Regions from separate parts of the Canis lupus genome. Here region 1 is linked to region 2. The links are chromatin contacts, called in public Hi-C maps. All regions are on one chromosome and are shown on one strand. Each heading gives the region's core, a stretch centred on a gene start, on an enhancer-like site or on the middle of the called end of the contact. The rest is flanking DNA. Distances are from core to core; before and after follow the strand shown. Region 1 holds the start of VPS45 (vacuolar protein sorting-associated protein 45). Region 2 holds the start of H2BC18 (histone H2B type 2-F).

Region 1 (6,499 bases), core at 2,411-4,910, 210 kb after region 2:
GAGTCCTGGGATCGAGTCCCACGTTGGGCTCCCTGCATGGAGCCTGCTTCTCCCTCTGCCTGTGTCTCTGCCTCTGTGTGCGTGTGTGTGTGTGTGTGTGTGTGTGTGTGTGTGTGTGTCTCTCATGAATAAATAAAATCTTCAAAAACAAACAAAAAGAGTAAGTCACCACTCACCACCACATAACATTATTACCACATTGTTAACTATATTCCTTATGTTGTACTTTTCATCTCCATGACTTATTTTATAACTGAAAGTTTTTACCTCTTAATCCTCTTTATCTGTTTTCACATATTTATTAATTACAAGGAGAAAAATAATTTTACAGAGGAGAAACCCAACAGACACCACCTAACCAAACAATCAAAGTTAACATCACCATCAGAAAGATGAAACCACCCAAACTACTGAATGTGCAGGCAGAATCCTTCATGCAAATAATTTTTTTAAAAGATTTTATTTATTTATTCATGACAAACATAGAGAGAGAGAGGCAGAGACACAGGCAGAGGGAGAAGCAGGCCCCAAGCAGGAAGCCCAATGTGGGACTTGACCCCAGGACTCTGGAATCACGTCCTGAGTCAAAGGCAGATGCTCAACCTCTGAGCCACCCAGGCATCCAGCAAATAATTTTTCCTTTATGATTTAAGGTAATTGTTTTTGCTACCATAAAGTTCAGTACTAAACCACCAACTGTGACAAAAGCTTAACAAACCCTGTTTGATTTGAGGTTGGGTATTCACTAAGCCTCTGAAGTAGCTTGAAGCATATTTCTCCTAAGTTTTGTCTTGGTGAAAATCGTATGGTTCACAATTTATGAAGGAGCAGCCCAATTCTTCCCATCAATACTTCTATTATTGTATAGTAATGCAAGATAAACTTCTGGAAATTATATTGGGAAACTGTAGTTTACAAATTCTGAAATTGGATTATATTTAAAATTTTTCTTGTCAAAGGGGAATAAAATGTCATATGTAAAAAATAAGCTAAAAGTTATACCTACCTTTTGATTTTAAATAATTAAAGCTGAGGGATGCCTGGTTGGCTCAGTCGGTTAGGGGTCTGCCTTCAGCTCAGGTCATGATTCCAGGATCCTGGGACCAAGCCCCACATGGAGCTCTCTGCTTAGCTGGGAGCCAGCTTCTCCCTCTCTCTCTGTCCCCCTGCCACCCCCTCACTCATGCTCTCTCACTCTCTCTTGCTCTCTCTCAAATAAATAAAATCTTTTTAATTAACTAATTAACTAATTAAAGCTGATATTTACTGAGCATTTAGTATGTGCCAGGCACATTTTTTCTGCACATTATTTCATTTAATTCACACAATAGGCTGGCAAACTTTAGAACTATCACAGCATCCTTTAAATCTATAACTATTTTGTACAAAATGTTTATGGAAGCATCTTATCAATGTACAAAATAACACTGCCACTGACATCAATGGAACTTCATGAGCAATGGAATAAATTACTAAGCCTTATCAAAATAGGCATTTTCCTGTTCTTCTAAAGTGTTATAATTGTCCAACTATAAATAAAAGAATGAAGTTTCTTGCCATGTATTATTTACAGGCTGACTACTGTCTAAAAAAGCACAAATTTCATAGACAAGACTTACCTTGTTTTTTCTTAAAAAAATGCATAAAATGGAAAAACAATCCTATACTGAAATCTAAATTATAGGTAAAAGAAAAAGACCAAGTGACAGGAGAGTAGAGGTGAATTTTCAAATATTGATAACTTACAGGATTTCCAGGTGTTTTACTGGTTCATTTTAAATTGTAATGTATTTTAAATATGTTTTAAATTTTAAGTAATATTTTAAGTTAATATTAGAATTCTATACAAATTACATTTTTCTCATTTATAACCACTTTAAAGTTCACATTTTTATTTTTTTAGATTTTATTTATTTATTCATTACAGACACACAGAGAGGCAGAGGCATAGAGGGAGAAGCAGAGGGAGAAGCAGAAGGAGGCAGGGAGCCTGATGCAGGACTTGATCCCAGGACCCCAGGATCACACCCTGAGCCAAAGGCAGATGCTCAACCACTGAGCCACCCAGGTGCCCCTACATTTTCATTTTAATATAACTTTTCTTTTAAAATATAATTCAAAAATGGATTTTTAAAAAGCCCAATGGGAAGTTTTATTTACACGGTAGAAAAAGCAAAAAGAAACACATTCTGCACAATTTCAGAGGTGACAAAAATCCATGGTATTTCAAGTGGCTTCTGAGCTCTGCTAAGGGATTTGATAACTGTATATAAAGTGATCTTAACAGCCGGATTAATGTTAATATGGTCTGGGTCTAGTTTTAATTGTATACTTTTTAAAATATAATGAAAGAATGATTTGGTAAGGTCGAACCTATTGATTAAAGTGATCCCAACAAACACTGGTCATTATTTTAGTGGAAATATTTACAAGCAATTTTAGTTTCTGATTTGTGTTGTTTTTTTGTTTTGTTTAGATTTTATTTATTTATTAACGAGAGGCACAGAGAGAGGCAAAGACACAGGCAGAGGGAGAAGCAGGCTCCATGCAGGGAGACTGATGCGGGACTGATCCCAGGATCCGGGGATCATGACCTAAGCCGAAGGCAGAGGCTCAACCGCTCAACCGTTGAGCCACCCAGAAGTTGTTTATTATCTTCCTGATTTTTTAATTCCGTAGGGTAAAGGTGTAGAAAAACTAACATTTTCCCTCCTTTTCGAGAAATGGCAAAACGGAGAGACCTTCGGGGTATTAAACACAAATGCAGTCATTTAGAAGTTGATGACCTTAAAAAAAAAAAAAAAAAAAAGAAGTTGATGACCTTAAGATTCATTTTGTGGCTACGTTTTTGTTGTTCCTTAAGCCAAAACGTGAGTTTCCCCCTAAAATTCTCACGCTACATTGCTCAGCTCCCCTGATACGTGCCCCTGCCCATTTCTGACTCTCGCCTGGGCTTCTGCCCGCAGGTTCAGCGCCCCAGGTCACCGCACCCGCTCCGCGGCAGACCGCGGAGGCCAACCGCCCAGGGCGCCCAACTCGGGGCCCCACCGCCTCACCCTCTCCCTCGCCCCCCGCAGGCCTTCGGGGGCCGACTCAGCTCCCCGCCCTGGGCGGGGTCTGGGGCCTCCCCAGAAACATCCCTCAAAGGCATTCTCTTTCGTACGCTCTTCCAACAAATATTCCCTTTCAGGAGCCCCTCGGTCTGCAGAAAACCAACTCGGGCCTCCCTTGGCAGAACTGTCCTGGCCTTGTTCACGACACGGTGAAGCCAGGAAGGGCGAATCCGACCATTACTTAGCCAACACCTTACCGAGCGGCCGGGAGCACCACACCATCCCTCTTCCCTTAATTCCTCACGGGCCACCCGAGTATTCATGGCAAATAGTGACCGCGGTCACCCTCTGCCGTTCCTGCCTCCGAGCCAGCCCTGTGTCAAGTTCCTCCACCCGGCGAGCGGGTACCCTGTCCCCAAGCCAGCAGAACAGGCTTCGGCCGCAGCCGGGCACTCCGGACCCAGGCCCATAGCGGTCGGGAGCCAGGCCTCAAGACACCACCAGGCTGGGGGTGGGCATGTTATCACTTCCGAGAGGGAAGGGGGGGCGGGTCTCCGCTGGCACCGGCCCGGCTCAGCGGAACTACAACTCCCAGCACCCGAGGAGATGCCCGGATTTCCGGAAGCCGGAGCCCAGCCGGGAGGAAGCAGCTGAGAGCCGGCCAAGAGGCCCTGGGTTAATTTAGCAAGAAAAAAGGGGACCAGAAGGGCTGTGGGGCTCCGCCGTCCGTTCGCCACCATGAACGTGGTTTTTGCTGTGAAGCAGTACATTTCCAAAATGATAGAGGACAGCGGACCGGGTATGAAGGTACTTCTCATGGATAAGGAGACGGTGAGTTTGCTTTTGCTCAGTATGTGAGGGAATCCTCCCTCCTCATAGCTACTCCCGCTCCACCGTAGGGTTTAGGATTTAACTAAGAATTTTGAAGCGAGGGTCGGTCCTGTGTGAAACTGAAAGGTTGTATGCAGCTTGTCTACTGTGTTGTCAATGTAAATTGCTCTATTGCCAGAGGTTTTTCCTCCCCCGCCACCCCCGCCCCCTCAACGACTTACTGGAATCAGAAGGCCTTTCCTAAATGTCTCTGCCAAAAAATAATATGTGAGACAGGGCACTTGGAAGACTTTTATTTCTACTCAGGCTTGTTTCTAAAATACAGCTGTTAGTGCTCGAGCTGAGACGATAGGCTATTATTTGTTGGTCAAAATTATTTTTTTAAAAAAACACTATAAGGTGATGGAAAAAATTTTTTCGAAATTTATGGATTCTCCGTGTTCAGAGAGAACATGTTTTTCATGTACATGTTCCGGTACATTACCTACATGTTCTGGATGCTCAGTAAATGTTATTACATACGTTAATATTTATGTTATCCAGCCAAGTATAAATGAAAAAAAATTTTAAGTCTTAAATGTTGCTGCTTGTTCATATTATTTTTGACTAGCATAATATGAGTTCTTTTTCTTTACAGACTGGCATAGTGAGTATGGTCTACACACAATCAGAGATTCTTCAGAAGGAAGTTTACCTTTTTGAACGCATTGATTCTCAAAATCGAGAGATCATGAAACACCTGAAAGCAATTTGTTTTCTTCGACCTACGAAGGTACTGAGCTGTCATTTGCCCAGGCAAATACAGAATATGATGATCTGAAAGCATGAAGAAAGCAAAATAAATTTGTATTACCATTTGTGGCATCATAATTACCCTGGTTCATCAGAGTTATAACCTTGACTCCCCTTCTTTCCACATTTCAGTTTACTCCTTTCAGTCAATTTTTCCTCCAAGATGCCTTCTAGGTTCTTGGCTACTTGGTTCTAACAGAGACCACATCACTTTATTCCTGGATTAACCTCCATACTATCACACTGAACACCATTGCCACTTAATCCTATATACTTATATACTTATGTATGTACACCAATATCTTGAGTTTATATCATTTTATTCACATCTATGCACAGGAACATAATGGCTTGATTTTACTGCCATAATTAAATCAATATTCAGTAGTCCAGCCCTCGAATCCCTCCTTGAGCTGGTTTGGTCTGCCCTTATGTATCCAGCCTCCTCTGTTCAATCTCTGCTCCTCTACTATAGCCAACTAGGCCTTTTTTCACCCCTCTACATGCTCAATCCTCTTCTCTATTTGTACTCTTCCCCTAATTAAAGGTTCTTTAGCCTTCTATCCATTTCATCCATCATTTTCTAAGTCTGGCTTGAGTCTTCCTGTAAAAATCCTGTACTATTTCAATCTTATTTTTGTATACTCTCTTTATATTCATGATCTTCAACTCCAATTGCACTCTTTGACAATGCTTGTATATTACGTACTTTCTGAAATATAAATCTGACCGTGTTACCACCACTTGAAATTTGAATGACTTCTCATTGTTTTTATGCTAAAGGCAGAACTCCTTAATTATGGTTCTGTGTGATCTAGTTCCACTAGTTCCACATACCTACAGCCTCATTTCAAACCATTCCCCCTTTTATTCTTAGCCACATTAATCTTTCAGTTCACTTTATTCCATCATGCTCCAGGACCTTTGCATAGGCTCTTCCCTCTGTTTGAAACTTCTTTACTTCCTTCAGCAAATCTTCCCTGGTTTTGTTGACCAAGTCAAACCCCCCTCTTATAAGTACTTATCACACCAATATCTTCTCCCTATTGCTTGTCATAGTTGAAGTTTTATATCGTTTGATTAATGCCTATCTTACTAGCAATAAGCTCAATGAGAGCAGAGATGGTATCTGTTTTTTTCACACTATTATGCCTTCTACATAGTGGACCTCAGTAAATAATTCCTGAATTAATTAACATATTAATACTGCGTTAGAGTTATTTTCAGTTGTTTCACATTTGTGGCTCATATGAAATTTTGTTGCTGAGAGGGATCTTAGAGATTATCTATTCCAACATTTCCTAAGATTTTTCATCAGAGAAACATCTTTCACAATTATATACATATACTCTCTCAAACTAAAAATGTGTTCCTTAAAAATTATTTTCTTTGATTATATTATAAAGTTAATTTAAATGTATTTTTTAACCTAAATGGCAATTTTAAAAACCTTTTTCCTATTTAAAAAGCAATGTGCATTGCTTAAATTACTTTTAATTCTCTAAGGAAATGTATGTATTTTTTTTTAAACATTCAAAACTGTATTTCATGTTTGGACTGGGGATCAAATTCATATAGAAATTTAACTATGTGTTAATGGTATCAAAAATAGATTAAAACCTGCATTATGATCTTCTGTAATTGGAATGCTTATGTTTTGACCATATAAAAATCAACTTCTTTTTACTTCTAAATTTCACATTTTATTTTTATTCTTTTTAAAGATTTATTTATTTTATTTGAGCAAGAGAGGAAGTGTGAGTGGGGGGGAGGGGCAAAGAGAGAGATAGAGAGTCTCCAGCAGACTCCCTGCTGAGTGTGGA
Region 2 (6,550 bases), core at 360-2,859:
TGGAGTGTAAGCAATCACAGTAAATGGGTTCTGCTCAGCTTTCACCAAGAGCAGTAATGTTGGCTAGGTGGTGATGAAGTTTGTTCCAAATGAAAATTAAATCCTGACAGAAAGGAAGCCAGGGTGCTGGGTTGGCCAACCACTGCCTGAGGACTGATGTTAGAGGAATTCTTGGCTGCGGGGCTGCCCTATGCATTAGGGTATGTTAATCAGCATCCCTGGCCTTTAACCACTAAATGCCGGTTAGCGTCCAATTAAATGTCCCAAGGGATGGGAGGCAAAAATAAATAAAAAAATCCCTATCTGGTTAAGACATTAGGCTGAGAAAGTTAGGCAAGGATTGCTAGGGTCAGGACTTACTGGCAGACCAAAGGACTAAAGCATAGGGCATCATTGGTTTTGGGATACCCAGACATTTTTAATAAGGACATTAAGGCGGTGGAGAGTGGGAAACGGAGATCTCCATCCGCACGCTGAAAACAAGTTCAGCTCACTTAAGGAAACCTGCTCACAGTTTATGGGCAAAGAAACCAAGTCGAACAGCAGCCCCTCCCCCAAATAAAAACTTTACTAAACTTCATTAAACCTGCTTGCTCAGTTACTGGTACGTAGGCTCCCATTGTGGACTCCGTAGATCTAAGTAAGATCACTTCGAGGGGCGCCGGGGTGGCTCAGTTGATTAAGCGTCTACCTTTGGCTCAGGTCAGGATTCCAGGGTCCTGGAATCAAATCCCATATCCGGCTTCCCACAGGGGGCCTGCTTCTCCCGGTCTCTGCCTTTATGTCTCTCGTGGATAAATAAATAAAATCTTAAAAAAAAAAAAAAAAATCACTTTGAGAACTAGTTTATTAGTAAGAGCCGTGCCACTAGGTGGCACCATCGCACTCCGGGAGATTCCAGATTCCGACAACCACGGTCCTAACCTAGCGCCATACCCAAACGCTTCCGAGATCACAGGCCCACCCCACCTACCCAAAAGCTCAAGTCTTTTAGCGAGCGCTTACAGCCCCTTTCTGTGACAAATTAAGTGGCTCTGAAAAGAGCCGTTGGGGTGAAGTAGCCTCTACTGCGTCCTTTGCGCGCCCTTACTTGGAGCTGGTGTACTTGGTGACGGCCTTGGTGCCCTCGGACACGGCGTGCTTGGCCAGCTCGCCGGGCAGCAGCAGGCGCACGGCCGTCTGGATCTCCCGGGAGGTGATGGTGGAGCGCTTGTTGTAATGCGCCAGGCGGGAGGCCTCGCCGGCGATGCGCTCGAAGATGTCGTTGACGAACGAGTTCATGATGCCCATGGCCTTGGACGAGATGCCGGTGTCGGGGTGCACCTGCTTCAGCACCTTGTACACGTAGACGGAGTAGCTCTCCTTGCGGCTGCGCTTGCGCTTCTTGCCGTCCTTCTTTTGCACCTTCGTGACAGCCTTTTTGGAACCCTTCTTGGGAGCGGGAGCCGATTTTGCTGGATCAGGCATTTTTGCAAATAGCAGCGTTTACACACCAAAAGCGATCCGGACTACTTCCAAAGGGCTTGATTACGTGCTACTTATAGAGCCTGTATGCAAATGAAGGCTCGCACAGGACTGCACTTTTATTGGTTAATTTCCAACATTATCGTCACAGAGGGGTGGAGTCCACGTAAATAATAGCTTCGGCTGGCACTTCCCTAGTGGCTAGCAGAGTAAATGCCGTCCTAGCCAATCAAAGTGTGCCATCCCAGACTCAGCCAATAAATTACGCAAAAGTACAGTATCACCTGTTTGAGATATTTGGGGATGGTTTTCACCTTTCAGTCGTAGACTTGCGTTCGTAAGAGATCTGAAGAGACAGCCAAAGACAACTTTTTCTTATTTTTGCACCGTTTGACTCCCCTACGCATTGTGGAAGCTCGTTTTGCTTTTGGTTTTTAGAATACCTAAACTGTCTCAGAAGAAAAATCAGGTAGCTCCCTCAAATTCCTATTCCTGTTTGCGCCACTTACATTATGCAATGAGGAAGGTATTCGGTACTAGGTCATTCCAGGACAAGACTTCAACATGTAGACAGGGACCTAGTTCTTAGAACTGGCGGATAGACCCAGATTCCCATCTCCGTGTTTTAATGAACACTAAAGCACGTGAGGGCCTCCTCACTTCATTTCTGCATCTGGATTCGTACTACGTATTCCGTGGCGGCGGCTTGTAACGTTACAAACGGCCGGTAGAGCACGGTCCTCCCTCCCGCAAGTTTCCTCACAGAAAGGTTGTTGCTTTAGACTTCAACGCATGTTAAGGGCAGGTTTGGCAAGAACGACGTAGAACATAAGCCGTTCAGCTGCTCCCTTAACGCGCCAGTCCGAAAAGTCAGGCCGGATTCCAGCATCCCACTACCCAACACGTGCGAGTTTCCCCGGATCCCTCGACCCCCTACACCAGGGCACGACCCGCGCCAGGCGGGAAGCGGGTACAGCTGCTCCTCGTGAAATCATGGGTGGCTCTGAAAAGAGCCTTTAGGTGGCCTTCTGATAAAACGGGGCTCTAGGCGCGCTCCCCGCGGATGCGGCGCGCCAGCTGGATGTCCTTGGGCATGATGGTGACGCGCTTGGCGTGGATGGCGCACAGGTTGGTGTCCTCGAAGAGCCCCACCAGGTAGGCCTCGCTCGCCTCCTGCAGCGCCATGACGGCCGAGCTCTGGAAGCGCAGGTCCGTCTTGAAGTCCTGCGCGATCTCGCGCACCAGCCGCTGGAACGGCAGCTTGCGGATCAGCAGCTCCGTGGACTTCTGGTAGCGCCGGATCTCGCGCAGGGCCACCGTGCCCGGCCGGTAGCGGTGCGGCTTCTTGACGCCGCCCGTGGCCGGCGCGCTCTTGCGGGCCGCCTTGGTGGCCAGCTGCTTGCGCGGGGCCTTGCCGCCGGTCGACTTGCGGGCGGTCTGTTTCGTACGAGCCATGGCGCCTTACCCGCTTTTTTCAAGAAGCGCTCGGCAGTCTTATTTATAGATATAGCCCTGTCTTGATTGGGCCGGGAGGGTTAGGAACCTCCAGGTTGCGATCTCATTGGCCAGGATTCAATCCTATTTATTCGGGTAGATTGTTATGCTAATCTTTTCCCTATAGTCACCTTTCCGTACTTTTCTGTAATCTTAGCGATCCCAGCTGTTTTTCTTCTTAGACCTTTCCTTGCAATTGGTGTCATTTTGGTAAGCGCAATTTTTAAGTGTTTTTGCAAGCTTGGGATTTAAAATATAACAGATTCCTTCGAAATAAAAGCCTACCCATGAACTAGGTTTCAGCCTGTATTTCCAGTTAATAGTTACGTAACTCCAAGCCCGTAGCTAACATTTCTTCGGCGCCTGACACTGCTAAGCGCGTTAGTTGCATTACAGTATGACGGTGACTCAACAAAATATGTAGTTGAAGGAATCAAAAATTGATTTAAGTTTAACTTCTTAACTACTCGGAGTCGTGTACTGATTAGCGCCAACTTGCAAGGTACAGCCTTCCGCTTTTCTTGAGCTTTTCGCCTTGGAATGCGGTTCCCTTCTCTCAATCCATCAATGGCCAATTAGGACCTGTAGACCAAACGCTTCTAAATAAAGGAATATGCGTCCTGGAACGTTAATTTCTCCTTCACAATGGTGAATAGTTTCTGAATAGTCAACTTGCTTATCAATCAGATTAAACGCTGTAAACAAAGCAAATCAACTATTCGTTGATTACGGAGTTGCTAACATTTTCTTCAATAAAGTAGCTTCATCTAAAAGTTTCAACTTAAAGTTTTCTATTCTCTATTGGGAAATTGAATATCCTCTGCTTTTTAATTATTTTATTTGCTTTGAAGTATTGCTCAGAAAAATTGTGTCAGAAAACAGTCATGTAAGGTTACCATCTTAAAACTGTGAAGTTAATATAAAACTTTCAATCATATGCTCATTCTATTGAAAAACTATTGCATCCAAACATTATAAAACCTCAAACCTGTGGACAAAATCAGGCCCAACAAGCTTATACTTTATGGTATCAATATGATCATTTTCCTCCTGAAGGCAAAATAAATTAAAAGTTATTTTGAGATTTCCTGAACACTAAACAACCTAGAAATTTATCTTTATGTCTTCAAGAGTCCCCTGGACAGCACAGTCCCCTGCTCTAGGGAGACCTAAGATGTCCTGCAAAAGTATAACTGATGTGAAACAACTGTTACCCTTTCCTGTGGTTGTTTTGTAATAATTACTAATGCATAGAGAGCACTACTCAGTATTTAACAATCCTTCTACATACACTATCTCATTTAATCCCAACTCTGTGAAGTAGATGTTACTTTCCTCATTTCACAGATAAAGAAATAGTCTCAGAAAAACTATGGCTTGTCCTGGACAAGTAAGAAGGCCCGCATAATATTCTAAAGCAAAAGAATGAAATCATCATAGATTTTCAGTTTCATCAGGCTTGCAGTACATTCTAAAGCAAAGGAGAATTTTCCCACTGTGCCATCAGATTTCTCAATGTTTCTCAAACTCTTCCACTAAACTATTACCATCAAAAGAGGAAACTACCACATGGGGGTCTGGATGACAGCCCAAAGCAGTCCACATTTCTTTGCAGAGTTCTTTTTTAACATGTGCATTCTTGGCCATGGCATTCATTTAGATAAGATACTCAAGCTGCTGTCAGGGAGGAAAAACTTTGCTCTACCCCTCAAGCTTTTTTGGCTGGTCTAAGAATTTAATTGACATGAGACCGATTAAGAGGAGAAAATCATATAAGAATATGAGGTCCCCAGGCAGTCAGGCAACTGAGGTTTATATGCCATCCATAGCTAAGAAAGAGATTGGGGTCTGGGAGTGCAGAGGGAAGAAAGACCATCACAAGAAAATGAAAATGAGTAAATTTTTGGTAAACAAATGTTTGCCGGGCCACTCAGAAACAATGGGGTATAGGAAGGAATTTTAGCGAACAGACTTTGCTAGGTTCCTCCCCATCTACCACAACCAGGTAATATTATACAGTCCTTATCTATGGTGATAGTTCCCTTCCTAGAGCAGGTCCTCTATCTAAATTCTTTTAAGCAGTTGTGAGGGAGGCAAAAACAAAAACTTCTTTGAGTCTTCTGTTTCTTAGAAATAATCAGGCTAAAATAATCCACAGGCCAAAAAACAAACACATTTCGGGGGAGCAAAATTTTGCTCCCCTACAATGTATATTCATATAGAATCTAACCATCATGGGATGTATTTTGCCTTTATAATATAGAGAGTAAGAAAATTTCAAGTCCCCTGGCTATTCTCAGAAGAGAACAATCTGTAGTTTACAGATGCCAAGTGCAGGCGTGAAGATTACTATGAGTTTAAAAGGCAATCAAAACCCAGCAGATTCAGGAAAAGCTCTTTTCCTTCCCCACAACTACCTGGTAAGAACTTAGGTAGAAGACTTGGTCTAGGAAGAGCGCTATCACCAAGGATAACCACATTACACAATGGACTAGGTGAGGTAGCCAGGAGGAACCTAGCAAGGCCTGTTTGATCAGTCTTCAATGTCCCACTTTTTTTTATCTTCCTGTGAATTGCATTTCTTCTGTTTGACATCCCAGACCTCTACCACTTCTCCTTAGTTCATTTTACCTATCTTTGGAATTTCCATGTTTCCATGTGGATTCCTTGTACATACAAAATTAAACTTGATTTTCTCTGGTTAATCTATCTCATGTCATTTTGATGCTTAGTCTGGGTAGGACCTTGGAAGGGACAGGAAATTCTTGCTCCCCAATACTTAGAAGTCACCGTTAACAGAATTCAGAGCAATAATCCTTTGATTTCACCTAGTCTCCACACTGGACAAATGACTCTTGCATTCTCAAAACACTATCAGAAGTCAGTTGACAATGCAGAAAAACCTGTTTTGCTGCTGCTGTGGGAAAAAGGGAGTATTTATCTCCTACTAATATCTCTGAAGTTGCTTTCACCAAAAATAAGAACCTGCAGTTTCCAGATTGAGCCTTAAAGTTTCATTATTGAGGGCTGAGAGTGGGGGGAAGGAACATATAAACCTTAAAATATGCTATAGGAAATAAACAAGTAAAAGAAAAATATAACATTATGTGCATGTTTGTTTTATCAAAAAAGTAATGGACTATATGTTCCAGGAAGACAGTTTGTATAACACAGTCTTTGACTGCAGGCACCCCCAGGGCTTCAAGTACCCCCAAGATAAGACTGAATCTTTGGTTCGTGGGTTGGTCAAGCCATGTCCCTGATTTCCTTTCATCTTGGTTGTTTTTAACTTTTATTTTTAAATTTTAATTCCAGTGCAGTTTAACATACAGTGTTATTAGTTTCAGGTGTACAATATAGTGATCCAACAATTCCGTACACTGCTGGGTGCTCATGACCTATTTCACCCAGCACTGCCTCCCCTTTCTGGTAACCATTGATTTGTTCTCTACCGTTAAGGGTCTGTTTTTGGTTTGTTTCACTCTTTTTTCTCTGTTCGTTTTGTTTCTTAAATTCCACATGAGTGAAATGATTTCATCTTCCTTTCAGGCCAATAGCCCTGAACCAAATTCAGAAGCCATGGGATTTTGAG

What was found. Hi-C and Micro-C count contacts between places; a contact is called where the count stands out from the background.
Region 1: a contact with region 2 is called in a Hi-C map of blood, with 7 times the contacts expected there. The contact joins the promoter of VPS45 here to the promoter of H2BC18 in region 2. A contact is called at or near these places in 4 of 9 Hi-C or Micro-C datasets (amygdala and blood).

Annotation. Positions count from the first base shown.
Region 1 is chr17:59,980,859-59,987,357 of UU_Cfam_GSD_1.0, forward strand. VPS45 (vacuolar protein sorting-associated protein 45) reads left to right here and starts at 3,661. Exons shown (of 15, transcript XM_038562093.1): 1 at 3,661-3,884; 2 at 4,522-4,656. The coding sequence starts at 3,792.
Region 2 is chr17:59,776,487-59,783,036 of UU_Cfam_GSD_1.0, forward strand. H2BC18 (histone H2B type 2-F) reads right to left here and starts at 1,610. Exons shown (of 1, transcript XM_038562075.1): 1 at 1-1,610. The coding sequence starts at 1,467. The coding sequence ends at 1,087. All of the region lies in intron 1 of H3C13 (histone H3), which reads right to left.